Regions from separate parts of the Danio rerio genome. Here region 1 is linked to region 2. Evidence: chromatin contacts called from public HiCAR-type data. All regions are on one chromosome and are shown on one strand. Each heading gives the region's core, a stretch centred on a gene start, on an enhancer-like site or on the middle of the called end of the contact. The rest is flanking DNA. Distances are from core to core; before and after follow the strand shown. Region 1 overlaps macf1a (microtubule actin crosslinking factor 1a). Region 2 overlaps macf1a (microtubule actin crosslinking factor 1a).

What was found. HiCAR-type assays count read pairs that join an accessible place to other places.
Region 1: a contact with region 2 is called in a HiCAR-type map of caudal fin, with 4 times the contacts expected there. The contact joins two enhancer-like sites. A contact is called at or near these places in 5 of 18 Hi-C or Micro-C datasets (caudal fin, embryo, hematopoietic stem cells and 1 more) and 3 of 4 datasets of contacts at active chromatin or transcription factors (caudal fin, embryo and gastrula embryo).

Annotation. Positions count from the first base shown.
Region 1 is chr19:37,789,845-37,793,021 of GRCz12tu, forward strand. The region is part of intron 2 of macf1a (microtubule actin crosslinking factor 1a); the gene reads right to left. Among named protein-coding and RNA genes, the nearest start is that of macf1a, 14 kb to the right of the region's middle. Within about 2 kb of position 1,332, at least 5 of the 62 cell types and tissues checked have an H3K27ac peak or open chromatin away from gene starts, as enhancers often do.
Region 2 is chr19:37,666,376-37,669,472 of GRCz12tu, forward strand. All of the region lies in intron 3 of macf1a (microtubule actin crosslinking factor 1a), which reads right to left. Among named protein-coding and RNA genes, the nearest start is that of macf1a, 140 kb to the right of the region's middle. Within about 2 kb of position 1,311, at least 7 of the 62 cell types and tissues checked have an H3K27ac peak or open chromatin away from gene starts, as enhancers often do.

The sequences.
Region 1 (3,177 bases), core at 82-2,581, 120 kb after region 2:
AAAGTTTGTCAAAATATTATACACTTTCGAAAAATTAGAATGCATTAGTAAATACGGTTGAAGTAATTTTTTTATCTTTAATCAACATGAAATAATTTAGGCATATTAAAAGCTGTCATTTGTATCATATATGAACAAAAACATCTTTAAAGAGCACCTATGCTGAAAATCATCTTTTGTTTTGAAAGAACTGTGCGTATCTCCCGACATTAAAATAGGATCCAAATCCAAATGTACTGTAAAGGGGCACTTGTGTGAGACATCCTGGCCAAATCTGCCCACTGGCCTTTGTCCATCATGGCCTCCTAACCATCCCCATATTCAATTGGCTGCATCACTGTCTCCTCTCCACCAATCAGCTGGTGTGTAGTGTGCGGTCTGGCGCAAAATGGCTGCCGTCGCGTCATCCAGGTGGATGCTGCACACTGGTGGTAGATGAGGAGATTCCCCCCACTGTGTAAAGCGCTTTGAGTGCCCAGAAAAGCGCTATAGAAATGTAAGGAATTATTATTATTACATATTATTATTAGCCTTTCTGTCAAATTTTAGCATTATTTTTAAAATATTTCTCAAGTGATGTTTAACAGAGCAAGGAATTTTTCACAGTATTTCCAATAATATTGTTTTCTTCTGGAGAAAGTCTTATTTGTGTTATTTTAGCTAGAATAAAAGCAGTTTATTTTTTTCAAAACTATTTTAAGGTCAATATTATTAGCCCCCTTAAGCAATTCTTTTTCGATTGTCTTCTGAACAAACCATTGTTATAGTGACCTAATTGACCAAACTTGCCTACTTAACCTAATTAAACCTTTAAATTGCACTATAAGCTGAAAAATAATCCTGAAAATATTAAGTAAAATATTCTGTACTCTCATCATAGCAAAGATACAAGAAATTAGTTTTTAAAAATTATTATATTTATAAATGTGTTGAAACAAAATCTTCTCTCTGTTAAACAGAACTTGGGGGAAAACCTCAACTGTAATTAATAAAATAAAATATAGAAATGTCCTTTTCTTTAATAAAATATAAAAATTTCTAAAAGCACAAAAAATGCAGGCATCACAAAAAAACTGTATTTTTTTTTTTTTTACAAAGTAACAGAAAATTATGCAGAATATTAATTGTGTGATGAATTTCATGTATTTTAAGTTTTTAATTTCTGTATGTAAGCATTCATAATGCTCAGACAATTTGAGCCAGCATTCCCCTCTAACAACAAACAAGCTTCCCAGACTAGCTAATGTTGATGGAACAAACACAGATCACGTCTGACAGAGGCGAATCTGGAGGGACCCAAGCTCGACACATGCTCGTAAAATAGTGAGGTTAGGGTTGGCAGGGAAAACTCTGTTAAGGCTGTAGCGTGACAGTCTGCACAGCATTCCAGATGTGCCTTGGATATCCTTACATCCGTTTCGTGAACTAAACAGTGACTAGTGTTTTCTCACTATTTGTCTTATAAAATAATATTTTGCTTTTAGCCCGTATTCTCTTTCTGTTGAACAACTGTTTAGTTCAGCATTGGTTAGAGACTCAGAAGCAGTAATGAAGTCAGCAGGAAAAGCCATAGCAGTCAGTCAGCGTGTCTAAAAACAGTCTCAAACAGTTTGGCTCTCAACATTCTGCCTTTTTTTTCCTTCAGTCCAGCTCAATCACAGTTTATTTCACAGAACTTGATCCTTGTGCAGCTGAACACTAATGCGTATCAGAAAAGCACCATGTGTAAAACTTTCCAACTTCACACAGTTGCCAGATTGCTTCGTATCCAATCATGTGACGAGTCAGGACACAACAAAATGGACCATTTTCTCAACAAGTCAGGGCCAATATTTCTAAAATCACCACGATGATTACAAATAGCCAAACTGTCCCTCAGTGTATTGATCCTGATTTTTTTGTTTTAAATACAATGATAAACAGTTTTAAAAGGCTGATCTGCTGCTTCAAAATGAGACGAGATGTCAAGCAAATCTAAGAAGTGCTTCAGTTTTTAATAATAAGTTGCTATATATTCAAAATTAGGCAAGGATATGTAAAATGACCAATGGTATTATCTTGAGAAGCTGGGAACTTCTGTAAATTTTTGTCAAATTCTGCTGTCCTGAATTGAAACTACTGGATGAATCAAATGTAAATGAAACCAGAAAACAAGCAGTCTGCCATTGTATGATTCTACCATATTATTTACTTACGCACTCAGTCTTATACTATTTATATAACTGTAAACATATTTATAAATCAGCAGTTTTCCGTATTTTTCCGTACTGCTTATTTATTGAATAAACTTTTGAATTGCTTTTAAATTGCATTATGGGATTTGGATCCTTCTGCCAACTAATTTTAACATTGAAAAGTTTAAAAAAGAGACTTAACATTTTTAATAGTTTAAAGTATGTATATATATATATATATATATATATATATATATATATATATATATATATATATATATATATATATATATATATATATATATATATATATATATGTAGTCTATCGTGGTGTTGTATATTACTGTACAGACACCTTGTAATAAACTGACTGTATTTTCTGTTATTTTACTATTTTATCTTATCCATCATATTACATCAAACTACAAAATTGTCCATAAAAATCACTTAGTTAAACTGTAGAGCTGAATTTTCAACATCAGAAGTCGACAGAGCAGAGATCAACGTCCCATAATACAATTCACAACCGTAAATAAATGGGAAAAAATTGTGAATCACAAAATAAGAAAACTATTAATTAACAGATATTTTACATTTTATATTCATTTAAAATCAAGGAATTTTTTTACTTTATTTTTTGTCCATACATTGTTAAGTATATGTTTTGGACTATTTCGATTTTATGTATTTGACACAATATTCTTTAAAAAAAACTTCTTTCGTAATCATCTGAACAAATAAAAAACAGCTTTGAAATGAGGCTTATAAATAAAACTTAAAACAATAAAGCTAAATAATCTGCAGTGAGTAAGTCAAATAATCTTGTTCATGGTTTGAAACACATTTATTTTACTTATCCCATTTCCAGATATTTTTAGCTTGTTTTAAGAAAAAAACTCCCTTGTGACTTTTTTATTTCCAAAAACAAAACAGTATTTCTTTACTTGTCTAGAAAATGTGAATTATTTAGAAGTAGAAACAAGACCATAAGTAGAATTTGCTA
Region 2 (3,097 bases), core at 61-2,560:
AATAGTGTAAATAAAAAGGGATATCGGACATTATTTTTAGCTGAGTTAAGGAAAAGGGCACTAGTTAGCTAACATTTTCCTTACCAAACACACATTTTAGATGCCAATTATCAAACTCAAGTCACTGAACTGATTTTTTCACTATTTTAGGCTTGTCACGATACTGAATTTCAGTAAGGTTTCTTCCCACCGCAGACTCACTTTCGCTTTTTTAAAATGGCAGCCATGTGAAAGCAGGAAAAATGTTTTTGCTTTGGTTACTGCAGTAAACAAAAGCAGCATAATATCAAATCTAGCAGGATTTTATCAATTTCATGAACGACACAGCATCCCAATATTTGCATATTTAATTCAGGCAAACTTTGTCATACTGATACAAAATGTAATAGCTTGTAAAATAGGATTTAAATATTTTAAATCCTATTTAAAGGCCTAAAATTTCTGCAAATTGATTTATAAGACCCCCGGATACCATGTAACAGAATTTAAAAGCCTACATTTGAACCTGGACCACAAAACCTTGTTGAACAGGTATAGGAATAGTCAAAGATATGCTAGTCAAAATTACACATATTTCTTTTATGCCAAAAATAATTTGTATATTAAGTAAAAATCATGTTTAATGAAGACAATTATGCAAATTTCCTACCATACTTTTTTTTATCAGTAATTTGCATAGCTAAGTACTTAAATCGGACAACTTAAAAGGTGATTTTCTCAATATTTAGATGTTTTTTTAACCTTCGGATTCCTGATATTCAAATAGCAGTATCTCTGACCCTAACAACCCACACATGGACAGAAAGCTTATTTATTTAGATTTTAGATGGTGTATGAATCTCAGTTTCTACAAATGTACACGTTTTATGATCCTGGGTCACATAAACAGTCAAGCCTGAAATGATTCACCCCTGACAAATTCTGACTTCAAGTTGTTGTTCAAATGTAAATAAAAGCAGAGAAATACATATTTTTTTCCACAATGATGCCTCTTGTACATCATCTTATTATGTTTTGGGAACAGCTTTTGTCATTCCCGGTTAAAAAAAATGTATAATAATTTTGGCCTTGATTGTATATTTAAGTGTGCGTTTAACTGAACATGCAAGCATGTAGTAGTGTAAAATGTTCTGTTACAGTAGCTGTATTTAAATGACAGCTATATTAACAAAAGCAGACTGTAAAGTATCTGTATTTAAAGGCATCTTATTAACAAAAACATTTTGCATAATATAATATTTAATGTCTAAACTGTAGTGCAGTAACTCTGTCCAGCAGAGGGCACCAGAGTCATTGAGATGTGGCAGAAAACAAGCGGCACAAAAACAAAACACAGAGGATCCTGAAGTTCTTCATTTCAGTGTACACACAATGTGTCTGTAGATTCAGAGACCCTAAGCTGTAAACTGCAGATTCAACACAGCTGCTTCCCCACAGGGCCACGGAGGAACCATCTGCTGAGTATAAAAGAACATCCTGACAACTCTGTGGCTCCATCCTCTCCATTTCTGCTCTTTTCACCCCAAATCAAACCAGAATGCATCACACCAAAATATATTTTATATTATTTTCGAATATAAAAAGGATTTATATTATGATATTTCACAATAATTCTATTTTTTCTTTAATGTTTTATCGAACAAATGCAGATTGGGTTAGTTATTATTGGGTGTGAATTATTTAAAAAAATAAAATAAAATAAAAAAATGTAATAGAAAGTTTGTTATATTATATTATATTATATTATATATTATATTATATTATATTAAAGTACTAATTGATGCACAGCCAAGGTGATGCAGCTTTCATTTGTCAGTCTTTTTCTGTCTGTAAAATGTCCTTTTGTGAGCAAGTGTGTTACTAGTGAAAGTGTATTTGCTTCCATCGTTGCTTATTGCCTTGCATGAGATAAATATCATGTAGCTTTTATGTTGCAAAAGTAATGTATGCATAAAATTGTTCCGACATCCCCATAGTATATAATAAAATATGCAACAAATTTTACACCAAAAGAGACATTTTAAAAACAAAATCCTGACACGACTGGAAATTCAATATTTGATTATTTTGGGGTGCAACCATAGAATAAGCTGAAATGGGAAATTACCACGAATGTAAGACTAGCAGAAGTTTATTCATCCATAACAGAAAAAACCTATGGACGTTAACCAGTTTACAACACTCTTTAAAATTTTACATTTTTATTCAACAGAACTCAAACAGGTCTGGAAGAGGTGAAGGGAGAAGAAATAACAGCATGTTCATTTTTAGGTGAAAGATCTTGTGCTTCAGTGGAAACAAGAACATCTGATAGTCTATTTAAAGTGTTCACATGATCAATGTCACAATAAAGCTTCCCCACTCAGCTAAACACAAAGTAATAATAAGTCATTTTATTTAACGGTGCCATTCTAGACACCTAGGGTTGTCTTACAAAATTCATGCAAAACAAACAGCAATAAATAGCAAAAAAAAACAAGAAATGTGTGCAAATTTAAAATAATAGGCAACAGGGCAACATACGAACATCATAAATACAAAAAAAAAAAAATCTAAATAGGTAGTGCTGTCGCCTCACAGCAAGAAGGTCACTGGTTCGAGCCTCGGCTGGGTCAGTTGGCATTTCTGTGAGGAGTTTGCAAGTTCTCCTCATGTTTGTGTGGGTTTTCTCCGGGTGCTCCGGTTTCCCCCACAGTCCAAAGACCTGCGGTACAGGTGAATTGGGAAGGCTAAATTGACCATAGTGTACGTATGTAAATGAGAGTATATGGATGTTTCCCAGAGATGGGTCGCAGCTGAAAGGGCATCCGCTGCATAAAACATATGCTGAATAAGTTGGCAGTTCATTCCGCTGTGGCGACCCCAGATTAATAAAAGGACTAAGCTGAAAAGAAAATAAATGAATAATTGATGATCCTAAGACTTTTGTAAAACAAAAAAGGATAATTCAGCCAAAAATGAAAATCATCACTAATCACTAACTATCAAGTGGTTCTAAACTCTTTAATAGTTTCTATCAACTGTTAACACAAAAGTTGATATTTTGAAGAAAGCTGACAATCTGTAACCATTGACTTCCAATGACAAAAAAAATACT